Regions from separate parts of the Mus musculus genome. Here all the other regions are linked to region 1. A link is a contact called in public ChIA-PET data. All regions are on one chromosome and are shown on one strand. The core of a region is the stretch at or near the end of the contact, and the rest is flanking DNA. Distances in the headings are between cores, read along the strand shown.

Region 1 (3,937 bases), core at 524-3,023:
GGCAGAGACCATTTCCGTGACCTGCTTATAATCACATGCCATATTGCCACTTTCAGAAATTACAACATATTCTCTAGTCCATCAGCCTCCTTGGGGGCTTTCCTGTACTTGAATCACAGGCCACATTCATAAAGGGGATATGCAACCATATACCATAGAGGAAGACAGCCACCCTGGGTTTCCCCTCCAAGATGTCCATCGGCTTCAGTTGCATGTCTTACTCATATCAGACACACAACTGGCACTACAGCAAGGAGGCACAAGTTCCCATATAACCAGAGAAGAGTAATCATATACGGATTGCCGAATGGATGTTCCACCTTCGGTTGGATCATGCACTGTAGCCTGTGTCTCACACATAGCAGAGGGTCATGTGACCCCTCCTCTCAGACACAACTTTGTTTTGTTTCTCCCGGTTCAGGCACCAATTGTGACTCCCCCCCCCCCCCTGGGGAGATTTGAGCAAGTATCTCTAATCACCTCATATAGGACTGAGAACAAAACAAAGAAACAGCCCTCACAAGTCCGGATTAGTTCTTTGAGGTTACTGACAGGTGCACGGATGAGGGGTTATCTGTAGGCGTGGGGGTGGTTCAAAGGCATTTGCATACCTGACAGCCCACTCTCAGAGCACCATCAATGACCTAATACTTTTCTACTTGGACCTTCTCAAAGTTGCCACCACATCTGCATCAACATACTGGAGACCAAGCCTCCAGCATCCGAATCTTCCGAGGTCAGAACCACAGGGATTGGGGCAAAAAAAAATAACAACTGAGCCACATTATAAACGAGTAAGATCTGACAAGCATTACAGAAGATGGCACAGACAAGGTGAACATTTTCTCAAGTGCGTAGAGAGGACACGATTTAAGTCTCTCTAAAAATTTCTAAGTTAAAATCATTCAAGGTATTTCCTTTCTTTTTCAAGGTATTCTTCTCTCATATATATTACATCCCTGACAGCAGTTTCCCTCTCTCCTCCCTCCCAGTCTTTCCCCTCCCCCCTTACTTCCCCCAACACCTCCCTCAGCCCCCTCCATCCAGTTCTCTTCCTTTTCGCTCCAGAAAAGAGCAAGTCTCTCAGGGATATCAACCAAACAAGGCATATCCAGTTGCAATAAAACTAGGTACCTCCCCTCATAAGGACTAGGCAACCCAATAGGAGGAAGAGTCCCAAAATCAGGCAAGAGTCAGAGACAGCCCCCTATCCCACTGTTGGAAGTCCTACTAGAAGACCAAGCTACATAATCATTATATATATAATATATATATATATATATATATATATATATAGCACCTAGGTTAGAACCATGCAGGGTCCCTAGTTGCCACTTCAGTCTCTGTGAGCGCCCCATGAACCCAGGCTAATTGATTCTGTAGGTTTTCTTGAGGTGTCCTTGACCCCTTTGTCTCCAACAATCCTTCCTCCACCTCTTCTGCAAGATTCCCCAAGCTCCACAGGATGTTTGACTCTGGATCTCTGCATCTGTTTCCATCAGTTGCTGGGTGAAGCCTCTCTGATGACAACTGGGCTAGGCTCCTGCCTCAAGTATAGCAGATTTGTTTTGCTATGGTTGGTTTGTTTGTTTGTTTGTTTGTTTGTTTGTTTGTTGTGTCTCTGGGCTATCCAGCCTCTGCTTCATGGCTCTCCACACAGTATCAGGAGTGGGCTCCCCGTCCTGGCATAGGTCTTAAGATGGACCAGTCACTGATTGGCCACTCCCACAATTTCTGTGTCACCTTTACCCCAGCACATCTTGCTGGCAAGACAAATCATAAGTAGAAGGTTTTTGTGGCTGGGTTGGTGTCCCAGTCCCTCCACCAGAAGTCTTGCCTGGTTACAGAAGATGGCCCGTTCAAGTTCCACGTTCCCTACTGCTAAGAGTCTTAGCTTACAAAAGATATTCTTGTAAGCCAAGTGTGAAGTTAATCACGACAACCAAAGGTTTGCTAACATAGAGGAAGAGCTCTCATCAATAGGGGAACAGAAAGTCTCAGCGACAAGCTTATGAAAGAATGGCTGTCTCAAGGGCTCCAGCACCCGACTCCGCCTGTCAGAGGATGGTCTGGCTCTTTCCACTTGTCTTCTGCCTCGGCTCAGGTAAAAAACGTCTGTGGAAACTGATTGAGTCACTGAGTGAGTTCCTTCTTTGGAATGCCTTGCTCCTCTTGGTCAGGTTGACTGCCCAGTTCTCTATTCAGAGACTTAGAAAGCTCACCGTGGTCCTAGCGAACTGCTTCCCGCAGACTGCCACGGGACTGATTCAGAGCAAACACTTCGGCTGGGGGCCAAGGGGAAGGGAAGTGTTTTCTGAGATATGGAAAATGAGTCTTTGTAAGTCAGGACTGTTCGTGACCAGCGTATTGTGGTACAAAAATAAGTTTAAGCGGGAAAAAGATCTACAATTTAACTACTGTGATACTGTGCGACTTCAGGGGGCTTCATTATCTTTCCCGAGCTTCACTCTTCGCTCAGATACTGAAAACCCACCAACGCTTTCACACTGCAATTAGGAAGGGATTGACTGAGCCTGCTTCTTCTCCCTGCTATCTGGAAAGCTCTCACTGTCTTTAAGAACTCAGAGGGTGCCTATCTGGACTGAAGCGTAGTGTTCTAAAACAGGAGATCAAGCAATGGCTACTAACACAGACCTAGCCCCGAGAGAATTCATTGAAGAAAAAAAAAAAGAACCAATAGGTAGCCTAGCATTTATTTTATTCCAGAAAATGAGCTAATTATTAAACATGCATTACATTTAGATGTCCATAACGTGTTTGTGAATTTATTCTATTAATAGCTACAAGTAACTTAGACTATGGCAATTTAAATAACTTTTGAAAATTCTATTAGTCATCAGGTAGCTGAAAAAAACCAATAAAAATAAAAACAAATCACTTGACTAAAACTTTCAGTAACAAACACCTGTGTGCATGCACACACACAAACCAAGACATACTGCAGATATAGAGCTATCTAGACAAATTGACAACAGAAAGAAAAAGAAAGCAAGGTTCATTAAGTCATTTGATAAACCATTCACTAAATGACCACTGAATGCACGGCACTGTGGGCGTTTCAGGAACTAAGTCAACACAATTTCTGTTCTGCGGAATTAACGTCTTGGCAGGGAAGATAAACTATAAACAGGTAAAATGTGCACTGGCTTAGGACAAATAATCTTGAAAAAATAAAGCAAAGAGAGAGGAGGGAGAACATTAACGTTGCGTCGTAGGCTGGACAGTCAAAGATAGGGATAGAATTAGGATGGAGGAGCTGACACAGGAGGAAGGTCGGCTCCTTTTCTGATCTATTTGTTTTATGTTATCAATGCAATGGCCAAGAGGAAATTTCCTGGAAGCAGGTGGAAACTGAGGCACAAGGCTAAAGCTGGGAATAGAGACTACGTCAAACTAGGAGGATTAGGAATGTGGACAGAATTTTGGAAAATGCATAAAAGATGCAGAAAAAGATGAGAATTCTTTTACTCCCATCCATCCACGTTGCCTTTTCTTAGCCTGATTCCAGCCAGTGACTTGAGCTTTTAACCTCACTCTGTTACCTCTATAAAGCTGGATAATTTCTGGGTGTCCCTCCTCCACATCTCTGAGGATTCTTCTTTTAACAAGACTGTGACATATCGGGCTCGGTCCCCGTGTGCGGATGTGGATCAGAAGAGGAAAACAGAGCCTAAGTAACAGTTTACTGCCACACAGCTGTGGGGGGAGGGCTTGGAAGAAAAGAACACAGTTGACTGCATCTGCCAGAGAGAGATGCAGGTGGCCAAAAACCCCTCAGTGGAGTGGAACCGTGCTTACCAGGGTGGAAAGTGGAGAGTCTGGTTCCAGGGCAGAAGTAAGCAGGGACACCAAAAATAGGAGAACCTCTCTGGACTGGGTGTTGAGGAAGAACTTTCTGGAATAGGTGAAATGATCT
Region 2 (3,431 bases), core at 822-3,321, 560 kb before region 1:
ATTTAATAAGTATTTGAAGTAGGGCAATAGCTCTGATGAGATCGCTTTGTAGGTTTGCCACAACACAGAGTGCCTCCCTGCTGTTCTTTAGATGAAGAATTCCAGGATGCAAACCTGTGGGCTAGCTGTCCTGCCGTCCTCACCAAAACCCCCAACCAAATAAAGCTGGTCATTCCAAAGGCAAGTCCGATGGCCCACGCGCTTCAGTCCACGGTCTGTACTGGGGAAGTGGAACCACAGAGGCGGAGACTTGCCTGTGGGTTGAGAGCAGAAGGTGGTTACTGTGGCATTCTGCTCCGGCCTTACCCAGTACGCATGCCTGTCATCGTTCCCGTTTGATTTGTCAGCCTTTTCAGATGTTCAGTATTTATATTGTCTATTGTATTTTGTTTTTGAAACAGGGTCTCACTCTGTCACCCTGGCTAGTTTCACACTCTAGATCAAGTTGGCTGGCCTCAAAAACTACCAGAGATCTGCCTGCCTCTGCCTCTGCCTCCCAAGTGCTGGAATTAAAAGTGTGAATCACTATGCCTGGCTCTATTTTTTGTTTGTTTGTTTTTCAGCAGTCCACACACTTTTGCCTCCTGAGTAGCATACATCACCACAACCGGACTGCATTCCTTTAACTCATCAACTGATTTCTCCTCCTTTCTATCCCACCACCCCTGTTTTGTAATTTTTAGCTGTGTCTTTTTCTCCTCCCTTTCAAATGATAGCTTGGCGCTCACGGGTATCGTAGATGTAGAGATCATTGCAGATCGTATCTCTAGCTCTGGTCAGAGTTTCTCCGCCAAATAGTACAGCGAAGGGTCCCACCACTGAACAGGAATGATGGCGCAGGCTCTGGGGTCCTTGCTGCAGTCCCTGCCCACTGCTCACAAGCCTTGCAAGCTGTTCCCTCAAATGAGGGGCAACTGGTTGTTCCTCCTTGGGCGAGAAAAACAAGAAGGGGTTGTCTGAAGGGTTTGCTTATTGAAGTTTTAGTCCTTTTCTACTTTATGTGAGTAGCTAATACCTTGATTTTCCCAGGGCTCCATTGCCCTGCTACCTCCGGTCCAACTGAGTTGCAGCCCCCAAAGAGCAAAAGCTGATGACCCGGGTGCGGCCCAGCAGTTGGCAGCAGGGCAGCACAGTGGCCTGATCGTGAGGTTGTGTGGCAGCCTTCTTCTTTGTAGCTGTTGGTACACAGAAAATCGGGCCTGAGTTTGGTTTTCTGAAAAGATTCAAGTGTTCTTTGCCAGAGAGCTCTAGTGAAAAAGAAAATCAGGCTTGGGGCAGATAGAGTTAAGCAATCTTGGATTCCAAGACAGAAGGTGCTATGGATAGACTACCAATAAGTTTATTTAGGTTTTGTTTTTTCTAGAATATAGAGAAAACAAACGAACGTTTGGGGGCAAAGTTGCAGTACCAATAAGTTCGGGTCCTGTGGTCCAACTTTAACGTGTAGATGCTTCCGTAGCGTCGCTGAGTGTGGGTACCACCCTCTCTGCCAGACACTCGCAGCTCCCCGTCTGAGAGGCGAGTGCAGGTGTGGCTGCTGAGGCCAGCAGGAGGGCAGTTGCCAGGGTTCGCAGCCCATGCTTCCCACACCTCTCTCTCCGTGTCCAGCGCGGCCACCGTGGATAAGCGACGTGACCCGTCCCAGCCACCCACCACGCAGAGCCAACGACCTCCCACCAGTGCCGCGTCGTGGTGGCTGCGAAGGGGACTACCTCGGGCTACCAGTCGCACCGCTTGGCCTACAGCTGGGTCAAAGATCACAGTGTCGTTGCTGGGCACTCTTGCACCACCTTCTAGGAGACCCCCTACCAGATAGAACCGTCCTTCCAGTTCCGTGCATGAATGGAAGGCACGAGCCAGAAGCACGTCTCGCGCCACTGGCCTCCAGGTCCAGGTTGAGCCTCTTGCTCGACCGAGGGTCTGCACCCCAGCCATGGGCCAAGGGAAGGGGAGAGCAGCTCGGTCACTTCGGGTCGCACTCCTTCACGAAGGGCCCAGCACTTCCAAGCATAGACTAGCTTCCCCTCCAATAACAGCACAGGTCTTCACCCAAACCACCCCTTCTCTCCACCGCCGTCGCCCAGCAACCACTGCAGGGACTACAGTGCGACCGCTGCAAACTGAAGGTCGCAAAGCGCCTGTTACCTTGGAAACAAGAGACCTGGTTAAGCTACCGCGATCTTACAGTGATGTCGTCAGGGGAACGAGATGTGGGGAAGCCAGTAAATATCCTAAAGGATTTGGGCTCCGAAAGGCTAGAAACCGGCAGTTCGTTAGACGAACCCAATAGCCGCTAACTAGCCTGTAATTATGACGTTTGAGGAAGGTGTTGGTGGTAGGATGCGTGGAGGCCGTGTCTTTTTCTTTATTTTTTGCTGCACGGTTTCCAACTTGGAATCTTCTCTAGGGATGAGGTAGGAAGGAAACAAGTCAGAAATCAAAGGTTGAACTTGGACTACGTTGCTTGGGATTCAGAGACTTGAGTAGACTTATTCCGCGATCCTATTTATAAAATGGGTTGTTTGTGATAAAAATTCTTGAAGGTGCTGAATGGATGGGAGAGTTCTCTCTGCTCTAGCCACTGGAGGGCAGTAGAGTCCAGTCTCAGTGAGAGAAGCGACAGGAGAGAAAGGTGCTAAGAAGGGACAAGGGAGAAAGAGATGAGTTAGGGTGGATGAAGTGGGAGAGGAAAAATAGGTTAGGCATATCTTGGACAGTTTTTCACTACTTAGTCCTAGGATGAATAATTATTTCATCTTGACTCATTAGAATAATATAACACATTAAATGGAGGCACCGTGGAACTCAGGATTAAGGGCAGGGAGTTTCCCCTGATAAGATCCTGGGCAGAAGCTGCCCAACCTTAGAAGGTGGGTGGGGGTGAGATGGGGAGGAGAGAGACACGGACTCCTGCCCCTCCCTGCTCTCTTCCTTTTAGTCAAGCTGGGTTACTGAAGGCCTAACTCTGCCCTCGCAGGACTCAATGCAGAACGAAGAGGCTCGGATCAAGGCAGGCTGACTGGGATCAAGGCAGGCTGACTGGTTTCTGCTGTAGGAGGAAATGCAGATTTCTACTTGTCGCTCCAGCTGGGGTGGAGCCGAAATAGGATCTTTGTCCCCCAGGCTGGGCTTTGAGTGGGAAGGATGGCTGTCACTTGGGCCTTTGGTTTCTAAACATGAACTTGCTCCCAACCAGACCACGGATAATGTCCAAGGTTTCAGTGGGAATGATCACGTGATTCTGAGGCGCAGGCTCACACTGGGCCTTTTCCCTCCTGGTCCCAATTAGATCTTGAGAGAGAACTACGTGGGGAGGGTGTGCACACATGGAGTAAAGAATTGAGCCTGGGGGCTGGAGAGAAGGTTCAGTGGTTAAGAGCACTGGCTGCTCTTCCAAAGGACCCAGGTTCAACTCCCAGCACAGCAGCTCC
Region 3 (3,681 bases), core at 1,074-3,573, 640 kb before region 1:
CAGGCGACAGAGTATTAGAACGGTGGCTGTCTGAGGAAATGGTATCATGATGTTTTAAAAGCTTGGACGAAACTTAAAGAAATGGATGTTGAGCAAAGAAGCCCCCCTCCTCCCCCCGAAGGCCTATTTTGCTATAAAATCAGGTCGTGTACATTTGCATATGAAACTTTTTGCCAGGTGAAATTTTGCAATCCCCGATATAACAACAATAAAAGCAGTAACACTGACGTAGGTTCGCTACACTCCAGAGGTTCTCCTACCTTCCAGCGCCCTTCTGGCTGAAGGCTGAGCCCACAGACTGGCTGCCCACTGAGGACAGTGACCCCTTTACTTGCTAGGTGATTGTGAAGAGCCTGGGGCAACACCTCCAGCCCTCCACGGAGTGACCACTGGCTCCATCGCTCAGCCCGGGCCTGACGAATTAGTGAGGAATCCGGCTGGGGACTCTGTCCTAAAAGGAGGGGTGGGTGGGTAAAAGATTAAACTAGTACCCCTTGTACACAGTACCTCAGTTTGTCCTCAGGCTTTTTTTTTTCACCCTCTGAACCAATCAATGCTGCCCCTCACCTGCGCCCAGCAGCAGCCCCAGCAATATGGACCGGTGGGTTTGTTCAGCTTGGAAGAGACTGGGAAAGCAGGACCGGATGCTGAGCTCCCGGCTGTTGCCAGCAAATACTCCTCGGCAAAGACTGTCCATGGCTAAAGATGCCACCTTAAGAGTAAGACTGGGACTGAGGGACCAAGGAATAAGCCACCCTGACTGATTTCCATTGGCCCTGCTTGTGAGAGACTAAGGGAAGGAGAGAGTTTGGGTTGGAGATGTTCCCACTGTAACAAAAGGATGGGAAGGAAAGGAAGGCATTTATTCCCAACACTGGGTTTTGGAGATTCCAGCAATAGATAGTGGACATTCCTAAATGATTCAAGAGTCCCCGGGGTTAAGTCTGAGTTAGAGACTCAGCAACAGGAGGGGAAGAGGTTTGAGACCACCTCTGAGCAATGTCACCTCAGGTCCAAGGCGGCGCTGGGCAAAACTGTGCACAGTTTCATCAGGCTCTTTGCCCCTGGGCTTCAGCAACTCCCTCAGCCCAGCCCAAAACAGAGGTTTTGAGAAGGGGGGTGAAGGACGGAGTAGCCCCCTGCATGGAGGAAGGCATGGTTGAAAAGAAAACTCCCAGATTCACCTTTCAGAGGGTTCTTTTCAGCCATTAGACCCCCTGTGGCTGGAAGGCCTGACAGGGAGCGAAAGGGGGGTGTGTGTAATAGTGAGGTGTTACCTGAGGCCGGAGGGTAGAGGGTGCAGGGTACCGCCTACATACAGGAACCTGTTCTGGGCAGCTGGGTGATCCCCTCGGACAGGCAAGACTTCAGACTCCAAGCCAAGTTCAGAAACCTGTTCTCCACAAGCCCTCAGGAAGAGGAGAAACTAAGGAAAAACTGACCCAACGTTTTTCCTCTCTGCAACTCCGTCCCTTTGGAGAACTCTCCTCCACTACCTGTCCTACACATTCCACAAGACGCTCACCAGGAGCAGGGTCCGGGCTCCCAGGGCTCCAGCCGGCCTAATCCCTCGAGGTCCAAGTTCAAAGATCGCACCATCTGATCCTCGGATTGAGCGGATCCATCCTCCCAAACGCTTGCTGCCCTCCACTAAGATCACCTGGCGCCAAAAGTGAAGCACTGTCGCCACAGGGCAAAGGGACTGGGGGTCGGGGGAAGTGCATATTTCACGGAACAAAAATCTATGCAGCTTTTGCTAGAAATATCAAGAGTATTAAATGAGTCTTTCTCTGGTACTAGTGGGGACTCACCTTAGGAGGACTGGGGCCTCGGATCAGATGATAACTTGCGGCCAATCCACTGATACCTCCGCCAAGTACTATCACAGTCCGGCCCATCGTAAGGCCTGGGAAAAGGTCGAGATACCCCAGGAGAACGGGGCAGGGGAGCACTCTGTTTTACAACTGCAGAAACCCCCACTGGTCCCATACCCCACTTCTGGACACTTACTGATTTATGAGCAACTAATGCAGGGCGCGCGTGTACGTGCTGGTGGAAGAGTAAGGTCTTCGTTCTGAAGCCAGAACTTACCCACGAGATAGGGGGAACCCGAGAAAGTGAGTGACTGATAGAGGCCCTAGGAGCAGTCCATCCTGTCCGTGTGCAGATAAGGGCCACGCCCACGCTATCTCCCCAGCACAAACCCTTCGGAGGCCAGAATTCTACAGCACTCGGTTTTTCCAGCCTCAGGGGTGAGCAGGTTCAAGTCTGGTATCCCCGCCCCTAACTTTTAGGGTCCCTCCGACTCTCCGTCGATTCCTTTCTGGCGGCCTGCGTGACTGCGTTTCACTTTCTTGCTTCTTGATTGGAGGGTCTTGGAGTGCGGGTTCTGGATTGGTGAGCTCTGGATACATTCACCAATGAAAACACCATATTGGCAGTGACGCTACCAGAGGAGCAACAGCCGCTTTCGGAGTCAGTTCCGTGGAGCGGGTTAACCTGTTCGTGTCCTAATCGGAGTTAGTTGCAGTAACCGGCACTGCCTTCCCCAGGGACAGGACAGCGAAATCCTTGAGCATTCCCCAGCTCAAGCTTCCCAGGTCTGTGGTGAAAACCCTGGAGGTGGGAGAGCCCCACGAGCTTTAGTTAGGGAGAAAGAGAGAGACACTTGGAGGCCAGTCCGTGGGGAGAAGGCTCCATAAACAGCTCCTTGATGTTAGCAACAGACAGGGCCTACGGGAGCAAGGGCCGCCCGGCAACGGTACCAGTGTTTGTCAACAGGGGTTCTTGGATGCCTTGCCCTCGAGGGGCAGTACCCCTCTCAGGAAAAACCGGCGTGCCAATGCCTGCACTCTAGTTTCAGGCTTTCCCGCAACTTCACAGGTCTCAGGGTTTGTCTGCCTAGTTCCACTAAACTCAGTGTTTGGGTCCAAGGCTGGGGCCAGCTCAATCCCTGTTCTTTTCCTTCTGTTGTGAGAGCGCCCCCACCTGTCCAGAGACAGAATTGGGGCCCAGAAAGGCTCCAATTGAACCAAAATTCTAGATATCCATTCCCTCTTATCCACAAATACAAACATGAACATCACTTTTTTCTTAATAAATTTATTCACAAAAAAGTGAGATTGCAGAGGTTCTGGGGGCTGTACATGGTCAAGGGTCTGGTGGTTTCTGTACATGGGACAGGAAAACAAGGCGGAAGGGTACTTCTTAATAAAAAAAATAACGGGAGCTACAACCAACCCTCCTCCCCTCCCCGATTAAAAAGACACAAAAATAGACGTCTGTGAGGTAACTGGGGGCTTAAGGGTGTTGGGAAGGTTTTCACAGGTGCCAGGGCTTCAAGATGGTGTCACAGGCACCGAAGTGGTTCCTGCATCAATTGGTAGAACAGCACGTAGCCCTCACTGGATGCCACCTGATTTTCACTGACAGGGGAAACGCTGAGAAGAGAAACGGGACACGGCTGTGGTCAGTGGTCATTCTTGTAGATTCCCCCTCCATCCCACAAGACTCAGAGTAGCCAGGTGGAGATCAGGAGAGACTCTCCACCTATCCTTTGTCAGGAACTTATCTTTTCGGAGCTGGGGGGGGGGCGGTGGGAGGGGGCAGGAGTTGAACAAGAGGCTATTCTCACCGGGAGTCATTGTAGACATGCCAACCAGTCTGGCACCGGCACAGGGC

Evidence for each region. ChIA-PET counts read pairs in DNA pulled down with a chosen protein or histone mark.
Region 2: a contact with region 1 is called in an RNA polymerase II ChIA-PET map of memory CD8 T cells, with 16 read pairs. The contact joins the promoter of Klhdc9 here to the promoter of Slamf6 in region 1. A contact is called at or near these places in 2 of 39 promoter capture datasets (hippocampal neurons and pre-B cells) and 1 of 115 datasets of contacts at active chromatin or transcription factors (memory CD8 T cells).
Region 3: an RNA polymerase II ChIA-PET map of memory CD8 T cells shows a contact between it and region 1, with 10 read pairs. The contact joins the promoter of Ppox here to the promoter of Slamf6 in region 1. A contact is called at or near these places in 1 of 39 promoter capture datasets (pre-B cells), 1 of 484 Hi-C or Micro-C datasets (pre-B cells) and 1 of 115 datasets of contacts at active chromatin or transcription factors (memory CD8 T cells).

Annotation. Positions count from the first base shown.
Region 1 is chr1:171,915,689-171,919,625 of GRCm38.p6, forward strand. Slamf6 (SLAM family member 6) reads left to right here and starts at 1,774. Exons shown (of 9, transcript NM_001347186.1): 1 at 1,774-2,104. The coding sequence starts at 2,020. Gm37065 (predicted gene, 37065) reads right to left here and starts at 3,668. Exons shown (of 3, transcript NR_151536.1): 1 at 3,564-3,668.
Region 2 is chr1:171,358,727-171,362,157 of GRCm38.p6, forward strand. It overlaps Klhdc9 (kelch domain containing 9), which reads right to left and starts at 2,072. Exons shown (of 4, transcript NM_001033039.2): 1 at 1,409-2,072; 2 at 1,016-1,175; 3 at 729-927; 4 at 1-254. The coding sequence starts at 1,935. The coding sequence ends at 88. It overlaps Pfdn2 (prefoldin 2), which reads left to right. Exons shown (of 4, transcript NM_011070.4): 4 at 1-528.
Region 3 is chr1:171,278,863-171,282,543 of GRCm38.p6, forward strand. It overlaps Ppox (protoporphyrinogen oxidase), which reads right to left and starts at 2,324. Exons shown (of 13, transcript NM_008911.2): 1 at 2,011-2,324; 2 at 1,812-1,906; 3 at 1,526-1,660; 4 at 1,278-1,393; 5 at 1,007-1,139; 6 at 568-712; 7 at 261-451. The coding sequence starts at 1,898. Usp21 (ubiquitin specific peptidase 21) reads right to left here. Exons shown (of 13, transcript NM_013919.4): 12 at 3,635-3,681; 13 at 3,087-3,440. The coding sequence ends at 3,350.